Linked DNA regions of Mus musculus: all the other regions are linked to region 1. The links are chromatin contacts, called in public HiChIP or PLAC-seq maps. All regions are on one chromosome and are shown on one strand. Each heading gives the region's core, a stretch centred on a gene start, on an enhancer-like site or on the middle of the called end of the contact. The rest is flanking DNA. Distances are from core to core; before and after follow the strand shown. Region 1 has its middle 22 kb from the start of Rab6b. Region 2 overlaps Bfsp2 (beaded filament structural protein 2, phakinin). Region 3 has its middle 7.0 kb from the start of Gm46151.

Region 1 (3,608 bases), core at 723-3,222:
GGCCAGCCTGGTCTACAGAGTGAGTTCCAGGACAGCCAGGGCTACACAGAGAGCCAGGCTACACAGAGAGCCCTGTCTTGAAAAACAAAAGAAACAAAAAATGCAGGAACACCCTTCCCAAAGCCTGAGGCCCCTTTCTGTGACTGTAAAAGGAGTCCTGAAATTCCACCTTCCAGGAAGATGAAGGTAACCCCTGAGCCCTGTGTGATGTGGGTCACCCATGCATAGAGCCAAATCCAGGCAAATTGACCGTAAGGATTAACCACCAAAGGTGCCTTTATATGTAAGAAGGTCATAGTAGGTCTTTGATCTCTTCTCCTTGCTTCTCTGTGGAGCTTAGGAACCCTGTAGAGTCTGGCTCGGGGACAGAGTTCCATTCCTGGGCACAGCCAGAGCTATCATTCTCTGCTGCCCCACCCAACCTAGGAAATGCACCATCCAGCCTCACAAAGAAGAAACCAAAGAAACAGGAAATAAAGGGTTTGCCATCCTTTGGAAGGGAGCGATATCTACCAAGTGTCCTTGAGTCCAAAGCCTCTGGCAGGACCCTCGTCCCAGCCTATGATGGGAGCCACACTAGTATGTCTGAAAATGTAGAATCCTAGGCATGTGGAGCATGCCTTTAATCCCCGTACTTGGGAGGCAGAGGCAACTGGGTGTGTGAGAGTTCGAGACCAGCCTGATCTACATGATGAGTTCCAGGACAGCCAGGGCTACATATTGAGACCTTGTCTTAAAAAAAGAGAAAGAAAGAAAGAGAGAGAGAGAGAGAGAGAGAGAGAAAGAAGGGAGGGAGGGAGGGAAGGAGGAAGGAAAGAAAGAAAGAAAGAGAGAGAAAGAGAGAGAGAGAAAGAAAGAAAAAAAAGGAAGGAAGAAAATGAAAATGAAAAAAGAAAAAGAAAAAAAGAAAGAGAAAAAGAAAGGAGAACTCCAAAATCAAGGAAGCAGCCAGCAGAGAGCTTTCACAGAAAGCCCAGGTCTTTCTGGCTGCCCCAAGCCCCTCTCTTCTTATAAGTCATTCTGAAGTTAGGGCAAGCCTTGGGTAATGAGAAGCCCGCCTCTTTTCCCATTGAAGTTCATTGGCTGGTGAGAAGAAAGAGGAGGGATCTCTTTAGGGTTGTGTAGGTTGGGTGATAGAGGTTGGGAGACCAGGTGATGTCTCAATTATTTACATTCTAGTCAAGCATCCCAAGAACATTGTAACTATTCATCAAACAAAATCCAGTGAGCCCTCTGGGTACCACAAGGTAAAGACCAGACGTGGAGAAAAGGGACAGAGAGGAGAAAACTTGGAGAAGCAGAGCCATGAGATTGAAGCACAGACCTTTGGGGAAATGTCCCATCTGGTAACTGCTTATCATGTTCTCGCTTAAGAAACAAAGCCATGTTGTATTTGCCTTCAACACTTTCAAAGATGGAGAGATGCAGCTAAGCTGGGTCCTGAATTACTGTCAACTTGATAGTAAAATATTGTATTACAGCTTCCCAGAGAGATTGGCAGTGGTATGTGTATGTGTGTGTGTGTGTGTGGGGGGGTAATCCTTGCAAATCCAGAAGAAAAAAAATTCCTATCTTTCCCAGCCACAGGGACTAAACATTGGAGGTAAAAATGTCCATTCCCTGCCAAGAAGGCCAGATTTGCTAACCTTTCATCGGTGATTAAATATGTAAACAGGTCCTGGGCAAGCCCTTGGCAAATCATTAATGAGAGAAAGCCTTCCTCTCGTGACAGGCCCGGCCCATTTATCAACCTCCACACCCATTCCCAGCCCTGTTTGGTGGCCACAGGACACAGGGCTCTCTACCTTGACAAAGTCTCTGCTCCTTAGGCACCTGCTACACTTTGATAACAATAATAAAATGTACATAGTTCGCTACAGTTTGCCAAGCCATGCATTTATTTACTGAACTCCTCAAACCACCCAGAAATAGGCTTGGCTAGGCTTCAGTCACATGACACAACACACCTTTATCTCTTGTTTGCACAAAGCCCGTGGCTTGTTTGGGTGACTCTCCAGGGCAGTGGCTTCCAAGGGTGGCTCAGAATGCCAGCTATTTGGACTTGAGGTACCTCTGTTTCATCAATCCACAATTAATGAGGCAGGAAAGGAAGCTAAGAAGGTCTCGCCATGGGAAGCAAGTGTTTTGGCCAGAAGGCGCATAGTCTTTCTGCTCCCAGGCGCTTGGCCAGAACTAGTCTCACGGCATTATCTAACTGCTGTACAGATGGAGAAATATAATCCTCTGTGCTCAGAGAGGAGAGGAGCAGACTTAGGCAAGTGCTAGAATCTTCCACCATGGGGAGTGATTCTAGGTGAACCAATATGCTCTCTGAGACCCTTCAGTCTTGTCAGGCTGTTGGAAGAGGGATGAATACAGTCAGAGGGAGGAAGCATCCACAGCGGATCCCTAGAGGAGAAAAGATGATATCTCAGCAAAGCCAAGGCTGCCTTAGAGATGGAAAAGTGGAGAGGACAGGCCCAGAAGAGGCAGAGCTGATGGATCAGAGGTTTAGAGATGCAGGGTCAGGAAAAAGGTTCTCTTTAGTTGACAAAGACTTAGGCAAAGGATGAGAAGGCGGAGGAGCTAGGGGGGATGACAGTTGATTGAGCATGCCCCCCAAGGGGCGGGGCTTATCTCGAGGGGAGGAGTCTCACCCAGAGCTTCTTCCTGAATGGTGAGGCCATCAGGACCATCACATCGATAAATGAGGTCCCCTCCGGTTGTCAATCACATTTTATTTGTTTGGTAGCTGGTGTGTGCAAGAACCCGCCATGACACATTTCCTGACCTTGCAGCGTGTATACTTTGACCTAGGGTAGGAACTTGACCAAGTGCTGTGGATTCCATTGGGAAATCAGAGAAGGGACCAGGGCTGGTTTCGAGGGTCAAGAGTGTAGGGAGAGAGGACAGCTAAGTTGTGAACAAAGGTAGAAAGGCGAGCAAACCTGTGCACATTCTGAGAATCCCCTGATCAGGGAACCTGAAGGAGAACAGGAGTAAGGCTAGAAGGGTAGGGTCTAGGCTTAGCGGGGGCCCCTTAGGCGTCCTTCGGGACTGGCTTAGACCAGCCCATTCAAAGCCTGGAGAATGGCCTTAGAGACCAGTCAACCAGTCCCAGAAGGGCGTTCCTACCTCAAAATACAGCCCCGGGTCCCTGAGAGGGAACTGCTACACCCCAGAGACCAGAAGAGCCGTCCTCCTGAGCAGCCCCAGCCAAAGTTGGCTCCACTATATGTCCTCTCTCTCTCTCTCTCTCTCTCTCTCTCTCTCTCTCTCTCTCTCTCCTCCCCGCAGTGTGGGAACTGGAGTCCCAGGGGTGTAATTGAAAGCCAAATGGGGCAGCTTATTTGAACAGGTTTTCTGTTCAGGCTCCTAAACTTCTCTTTGCACTGTGGGTTTCTCAGTACAGCATTTCAAATGTATACAGCCCCTAAACCTTAGAAGTCTCAGGTGGGGCAAGCATTTGACTGAATGTTCTTAACTTTCACAAACACCAGCTTACAGAAGAAAAATGGAGGTGGGAGTGGGGTGGGGTGGGGTGGGGTGGGCCCATACTGGGAAAAGGCATTTGAAACTCCAGAACAGCTCCAGAAGTCGGGAGTGAA
Region 2 (3,608 bases), core at 517-3,016, 340 kb after region 1:
AAACATAAAAACCACCAGGGCCTTTCTTGGCACACTCACCAGAGCCCGTAAAGATTCCGTCTCAGCCTGGAGACTCTGGACTTGGCGTGAAGTGTCGTGTAACTCTACACTGAGGGCAGCAGCCAGCTTTTCTTCTTGGGTCTGGGATACGTGGACCACCTCTGTCTGTTGCTGTGGAGAGTCAGGTCTTGGGGTGAGCTGGGATGAGTTGTAAACCTGAACCCACCTTCTTCCTTAGTTCCTTCTAAACGAACTCTCTGCCAGACTAAAAAAATACCTTCCCCTCCACCCTTTTTATAAACCTGCTAACCAATTTGTATACAAAAAACTGTTTTGAATCTTTGATGCCTAAAAATAGAATAACATTCAAAAAGATTTATTAAAGACTCCGAGAAGGTTGTAGTTCATGGTGAAGTACTTGCTTAGCTTGCACATGACCCTGGGTTCAAACCTGCTCCCCTCCCCCGTCCCTCCCCCTCCCCCTCCCTCTTTCTCATTGAAAACAGTAAGATGTTTCCTCTCCTCCCTGAGTTCTAATCACAGTTTTCCTGTTTCCAATTTCTTATGCTTCCTTTCATAAATATTTCATGCTCTGACTGATGGCACGGATACCATCTGAGATCTATAAAAGAATTCCGCTGTTATGTGAACATGTCAGAACTATGCTTGCACGAGCTAAGGTGGCTACGACATCACTAGATGATACAATCTTACAGGCCCAACCCTGCACATTTAATCTATCATTGATCTGAACATCCTTATGCGGCCCACAACTATATTTATAGGTAAATATGCACTACTGCCTTCTCTTGTTTGCTACAGTACTTACTATGTGTTAGTAATTGGTCTCTGCCAGCATGTTGAGGTGAGTATAGTCTTTGAGCAGCTACAGAGCATTGCCTTGTTTGGGGTTAATGTCATTTATTTAGATGTTCCCTGTTGGTGGACATTTTGGTTGTTTCCAGATTTCCCCTATTTTCTACAGCAGTGTAAAGAGGAGCTCTAGATGCTTGCATTCCATCCAAGAAGGTATCCCTGAGGATAAATTCTTGAGATAAACTGTATTTACGTGAAGACAGAGTCTTGTTATGTGCCGTCCCATGAACTCCCAATCCCCCTGCCTCAACCCCCAAGTGCCGAGGGGACATGTGTACAAATGATCCTTCAGAGAACCTGTAACCCTGGCCTGGGAGGCAGTGCCAGGTCCCCACACCTTCTTCAGACAAGGGGCTTTCTTGTGTTTATTCACTTTACTTTCATGTGTAAATGTTTTGCCTACTTGGTGCCCATGGAGGTCAGAAGATTGCATTGACTCCTTGAAAATGGAGTTACAGAAGTCTGGAAACTATCATGTGGGTGTTGGAAAATGTACCCAGGTCCTCTGCAAGAGCAACAAGTACTCTCAACTGCTGAGCCACCTCTCCAGCCCCAGGTTTTCTATCTGGATCTTTATATCTGATAGTCATAGTTTTCCTTTAAATTTTTTTTTTTTTTACATTATGCTATTTACTTGTATGTGGGGGGGCATGTTTGTGTGGGTGCACACATGCCACAGCTTATGCGGTGCACATGTACAATGATGACTCACGTGGTGGTCAGAGGATACCACAGGAGCCAGTTCTCCTCCCACCACGTGGGACTGAACTCAGGTCATTAGGCTTGGTGGTGAGTGCCTTCACTGCTGGGCCATGTCTCTGGCCTCAGTACCCTTTTCATTGTACAAACCAGTGCAGCTGCAGCTGTGAACACAGGGGGAGCTCTGGGTGCTGCACGCAGGGGCACAGGTCCCCTGCTGGTGGATGATAAAATGAGGTCACTCTCTTTTTTCAGTACATTCTGATGTGCTGTCTCTGAGCCAATGCTGCAGGCAGAGAGGCCAAGGAAACCTTTATGGTCCCAGGCCCTGAGGAGGTGAGACTCAGTTACTCATTTAGGGTACAGGATAAGATTCAACTATGTTGACCCCCAGGTCTTGAAATCTTGGCTCCATTTCTGGATTGGGAGAGCATGCTAACATTTTGAAATATGGTGAAGATTTTCACACTCAAAATTTATAAATTTATGGGGCTTGAGAGATGACTTAGTGGTTAAGAGCATTTGTGGCTCTTGCAGAGGGCCCAGGCTTGGTTTCCAGTACTCACACAGGGGCTAATGACCATCTGTCACTCCAAGGAGATTTGACACCCTCTTCTGACATCCAAGGGCATCAGGTATGCAAGTGGTACACACACATATGCAGGTAAAGCACCCACACACACACATAAAATAAAAATATAAAAAAAAGCAGGGCGTGGTGGCGCACGCCTTTAATCCCAGCACTTGGGAGGCAGAGGCAGGCGAATTTCTGAGTTCAAGGCCAGCCTGGTCTACAAAATGAGTTCCAGGACAGCCAGGGCTATACAGAGAAACCCTGTCTCGAAAAACAAAAACAAACAAACAAACAAACAAACAAAAATATTTTAAAAATCTTAAAAAAATATAGCTGGGTGTAGTGACATATATCTCTACTCTCATCCCAAGCACGTGTGATTCAGAGGCAGGCTTTGAATTTGAGGCCAGCCTGGTCTATGCAGTGAGTTCTAGCTTAGTCAGGTGTACATAGTGAGACCCTGTCTCAAAAGACTCAACACACACACACACACACACACACACACACACACGCACGCACGCACACACATGCACCTTGGCTAATCAGTGAGAGACCCTATATCAAAGATAAGGTAGAGAGCAACTGAGGAAGCTACCAACATTGACCTCTGGCCTCCCCATATGCACTCACACCTACACACACACACACACACATATACACATGCATACATGCATGCATGAGTGTGTACATAAGCACACGCCTATTATAATCATAATTAGTTACTTAGGGGATGAACTATTGGGGGAAAATAAAGGAAGAACGAGGACATTTTTTTCTAAAGCTGATCACTTTTAGGATCATCATTGGCTGTCTCACAAGCAGCATTGCCTATGACTTAAAGCTGCAGGGTGAGGACTGAAATGGGCTCCTAGGGGAAAGGAGGGCATAGCAAGCCACCAGTGACATGCTCTGATGTCAGAAATGGTCAGTGCTCTGAAAGCTTGTGCACCCAGGCTTCGGGATCTCAGGGTGTATGTGTGTCTGTCTCTCCCCAAGCACTTGCTGTGGGGTTGAGAGTCATGCAAGCTCTCTGCTTTGACCTCGAGGTGAGCGACAGCCTTGCAAGAGCACAGGTGTGCTTTCCAGACTTCACAAGAACATGACCATGACTGCATTGTGTTCTTTGTCATGGAGCAAAGCAATTCACTGCTTCTGGGGTCACAAGGGCTCCTGATCTGGGGTGGGGGGCACACTGCTTTAGAACAGCAGTTTTCAGCCTGTGAGTCACGACCTCTTTGGGGGTTGAAGGACTTTTTCATAGGGGTCACCTAAGACCATTGGAAAACACAGATATTTAAACTACGATTTATAACAGTAGCAAAATTACAGTTATGAAGCAGCAATGGAAATAAATTTTTGGTTGGGGGGGTCACCATGGCATGAGGCATAGTGTTAAAGGGTCACAGCATTAGGAAGGTTGGGAACCACTGCCCTAGAAAGATCCCGACAGCAGCCCCAC
Region 3 (3,608 bases), core at 389-2,888, 320 kb before region 1:
TTGGCTTGGAATTGCCCGAGTCATTGTATAGGCTAGGATGGCAATAAGCCACAGGATTCTGCCTATCTCTGTCTCTCTGGTTCTAGGATCACAAGCATGGTCTACCGTGCCTGTTTTTGTTGTTGTTGTTTTGTTTTTGTTTTGTTTGCTTGTTTGTCTGTTTTGTTTTGTTTTGTTTTGTTTTTAAACATAGATTTGGGACATAATGCTTACAGTGGAAGTGCTTCACATACTGAGCTATATGGCCCCAGCCTTTCCTTTTATCTTTTGTTTGTCTTTTGAAAAACACTCCGCCCCAAGCCCACCAGGAATAAAATCAAAAGGTGAACATTTGCCTCATCAAATATCTGTACCTTGAGTCCCTGGGGGCTTAGCTTCCTAAGACATAAACTCGGCACAAGTCACAGTCGTGAACAGGCAAAGATCCCATAGTAACTTAAAGGCCAGGAAGACCAGACTCTCAGATGACGAGACGCTCAATCGGACTCCCAGCAAAAGAAATCCAAGCTAAAGCTACATCGAGATAGATACCGTAACCGCCTATCAGATTGGCAAAGATCAAAAAGTTTGATTTGGCTCTGAATTCGCCGGGGTAACAGCAGCTCACGGGCTGGGTCAGGAGCATGACTTGACAAAGCCGTGTGGAAGACGATTTGGCAACCTGTCCCTACGTTCCAAATTCCCACGGTCTTCAAAAGGCAGAAGAATGTGATAATTAAGAATGTGAGTTGGAGTCAGACACCTTGGTCTGAGTCCCAGCTCTGCCAGTCATTTCACTTCCCCGAGCCTGGATTCTTCTCGTCTGCAAAATGGTATGAGTTCGCACAGCTCTCAAGCTGGTTTCAAGCGTTGTTATGATGCACCGATCGTTGTAGAGTACTTACGGCAAATCCCAGCTTTCAGAAATTACTATGCGAATGTTAATGATCCTTATTATTAATTGCCCCAGCAATTTGACTGCTAGGAATCTACCCTACAGACACCCTTGCACGTGTGCTGACCTTCCAGTGCCACTCAGTGAAGCACCGAGGCTGCTGCACAGAACCAATCCAGATGGCACAAGCAGCTAGCTTAACTCAGGTGTGTGTGAAATAATATACTCGACTGATAGGAAAGAAATGGTGAGTGAACAGTTTTTTTAATTTCTGTTCAATGTGCCACAGCACGGTGCTTTAAATATCTGTAAGCAGGCAGGGTAGAGAGGGCCACATGCCTATATCTTAGCACCTTGTAGATCAGGAGTACAAGGCCTGACTGAGCTACAAGAGACCCTGTCGCAAAAAAAATAAATAAAAGGACTGCAGATACAGCACAGAGGCGGGGTGCTTATCTAGCACATGAAGGGATATGGGTTTAATTCCCAGCACCAGACAGCTAAAACCATCACAATAATGAATAAGAATCAGGGGAGTACAAACTCATGTGCATCTTATCCATAATTACAAAATTCAAAAACCTCGAATTTTTTTAAAAAAAAATGGCACAAGGATGATTTGTAGCAAAAGCTAAATTCAACGGACTGAAGGCTGATTATGGATTTATCTTATTGGTGCAGAAATATTAGTGCTTTATCAGAGTGTGGCACAAGCCACAGAACACCGCCTTCCTTCATTCCTTGAATTCCCAATTCGAAAGGACATTGCTCCCGCATTTTTCAGGGTTGTGGACTTATAACTTGATTTATGCCCCCTCACCCTCCCTCCCTCAGTATTAATATATCCCTGCACAGGAAAGACTAACCCGGTTGCTCTCGTGAAGGAACTGTGAACTGGGAGGGAGCGTCTTTTGAAGTATTTCAGTCTACGGTTTTAAAGAGTATATGGATACTTTCAAAAGGGAGAGAGCTCAGATTTAAGCCCTAGGCGCGTTCACCGGAGACCCGCCCTCTGCCCGTGCTAGGCGTGGTAAGCTGCCTGGGAACTTGGACCTGGGAAGTAGGGCTCGAGGGTGGGGCCAGGTGGGACGCGAGCCTCACGTCTGAGTCACAGTGCTGCCCTGGGCACCGCAGTGTGGTCGCCTCCCTAGAAAAGTGCAGATGATGAGGGTGACTCAGGTCCCCCATCGGTTTCCTATTCTACATTTTTCCCACCTGGGGGGGGGGGTCGAAATTTGCCCCTCACACACCTCCTCATCACATGTCCCCAGCAGAGGCCCAGAAAAAGGGCACTGGGTCCCAGAACCAAAGAAGTCACACGGGCAAGCAAATGAAGACAGGCTGGGCAAAGCCTGGATGTGATTTTTAAAAATATATTATTTTTATTATATTTTTAAAAGATGTATTGATTTTTGTTCCATGTGTATGAGTGTTTGCCTGCATGTATGTAGATTGATCATGTGGGCGCCTAGTGCCCTGGAGACCAGAAGAAAGTGTTAGATCCAGGAGTTACAGATGTTGTGAACCCCCATGTGGGTGCTGGGAACTGAACCTGGGTCCTCCACAAGTACAGCCAAGTGCTTTTAACTGCTGAGCCATCTCTCCAGCTGCTTTGTTTATTTTTAAAATGTTGGTCTTGCTAATTTGCCCAGGCTAGACCTGAGTTTCTGGGTTCAAGCCATTCTCCTGCCTCAGCCTTCTGAGATTACAGGCATGGTGATACCAAATAATGACAGGAATTAATTTTATTAACACTGAGATGATCCAAATGTGAATTGAGTGTGGCAGCCTGGGATTTATGGCATTTCTGTCTGATCTTTTCTTCTTCTGTGTGGGTTCTTGTGAAATGTGTGTATATCCTTCCATATTTTTCTCTAAATCTCTCTAGATAATCATGCAGCATATATATATACATATATATATATATACACACACACATATATATACACATATATACATATATGTGAGTTTATATGCATATGCAAATCTATCTGTGTACATAATGGTCCACATGTATGTGTATTTCATAACTCCGCAAGAATATCTGCACATATATAACCACATGTACACATGCTCACACAAATATTTATATACAAGCATATGTACAGTTATATCTTTAAGTATGTCACAAACTCAAGAATGAACCTGTCCATTATTCATTCATAGAAAATGTTCCTCAATAAATCTCTTGAAACTCAAATGACTGATACTTAGAGAACCAATACCAATAGGACACACATATATGACTATAGAGTTCACACAAATCTATATCAGTATTCTACAATAACTACAATAATAATATTGTGTGGATATTGATAGGGATTGTAGTATCGTCACAGTATTGTTCACAGTGTCCAGAAATTATAAACAAAGCAATGTCCATTCATAAGCTATGCTCAAATAAAATGCCACGCCTCCAGGTATCAGAATGCTGTACAAGCCAGGCAGTGGCTGTGCACACCATTATCCCAGCACCAGGGAGGCAGGTGCAGGAAGGTCCCTGAGAACCAGGACAGCCAGGACTACATAGAGAAACGCTATCTGGAACTCCCTTCCTCCAAAAAAGGCACTTACTCCCTGTTTTTTGAAGACCCAGGTTCAGTTTCCAGCACTTATGTGGTGACTCAACCATCTGTAACTCCAGTTCCAGGTGACCTGACCCCCTATGGCCTCCATGAGCTTCCTGTACAAATGCACACACACACACACACAATTTTAGAAGAAGAAACTGTCA

Evidence for each region. HiChIP or PLAC-seq counts read pairs in DNA pulled down with a chosen protein or histone mark.
Region 2: a contact with region 1 is called in a FOXA1 HiChIP or PLAC-seq map of pancreatic cancer cells. The contact joins two enhancer-like sites. A contact is called at or near these places in 2 of 484 Hi-C or Micro-C datasets (Th17 cells and double positive thymocytes), 2 of 115 datasets of contacts at active chromatin or transcription factors (memory CD8 T cells and pancreatic cancer cells) and 1 of 9 other capture datasets (pancreatic islet).
Region 3: a FOXA1 HiChIP or PLAC-seq map of pancreatic cancer cells shows a contact between it and region 1. The contact joins two enhancer-like sites. A contact is called at or near these places in 3 of 484 Hi-C or Micro-C datasets (all in embryonic stem cells) and 3 of 115 datasets of contacts at active chromatin or transcription factors (extraembryonic endoderm stem cells, pancreatic cancer cells and stem cell-derived neural progenitor cells).

Annotation. Positions count from the first base shown.
Region 1 is chr9:103,088,574-103,092,181 of GRCm38.p6, forward strand. It overlaps a transcript of Slco2a1 not described here. Among named protein-coding and RNA genes, the nearest start is that of Rab6b, 22 kb to the right of the region's middle. Within about 2 kb of position 1,973, at least 49 of the 459 cell types and tissues checked have an H3K27ac peak or open chromatin away from gene starts, as enhancers often do. A contact at or near this core is called in pancreatic cancer cells, where this site is marked.
Region 2 is chr9:103,432,620-103,436,227 of GRCm38.p6, forward strand. Bfsp2 (beaded filament structural protein 2, phakinin) reads right to left here. Exons shown (of 7, transcript NM_001002896.3): 5 at 40-171. The region is part of intron 5 of 5830418P13Rik (RIKEN cDNA 5830418P13 gene); the gene reads left to right. Among named protein-coding and RNA genes, the nearest start is that of 5830418P13Rik, 11 kb to the left of the region's middle. Within about 2 kb of position 1,767, at least 80 of the 459 cell types and tissues checked have an H3K27ac peak or open chromatin away from gene starts, as enhancers often do. A contact at or near this core is called in pancreatic cancer cells, where this site is marked.
Region 3 is chr9:102,769,758-102,773,365 of GRCm38.p6, forward strand. No RefSeq gene overlaps it. Among named protein-coding and RNA genes, the nearest start is that of Gm46151, 7.0 kb to the right of the region's middle. Within about 2 kb of position 1,639, at least 59 of the 459 cell types and tissues checked have an H3K27ac peak or open chromatin away from gene starts, as enhancers often do. A contact at or near this core is called in pancreatic cancer cells, where this site is marked.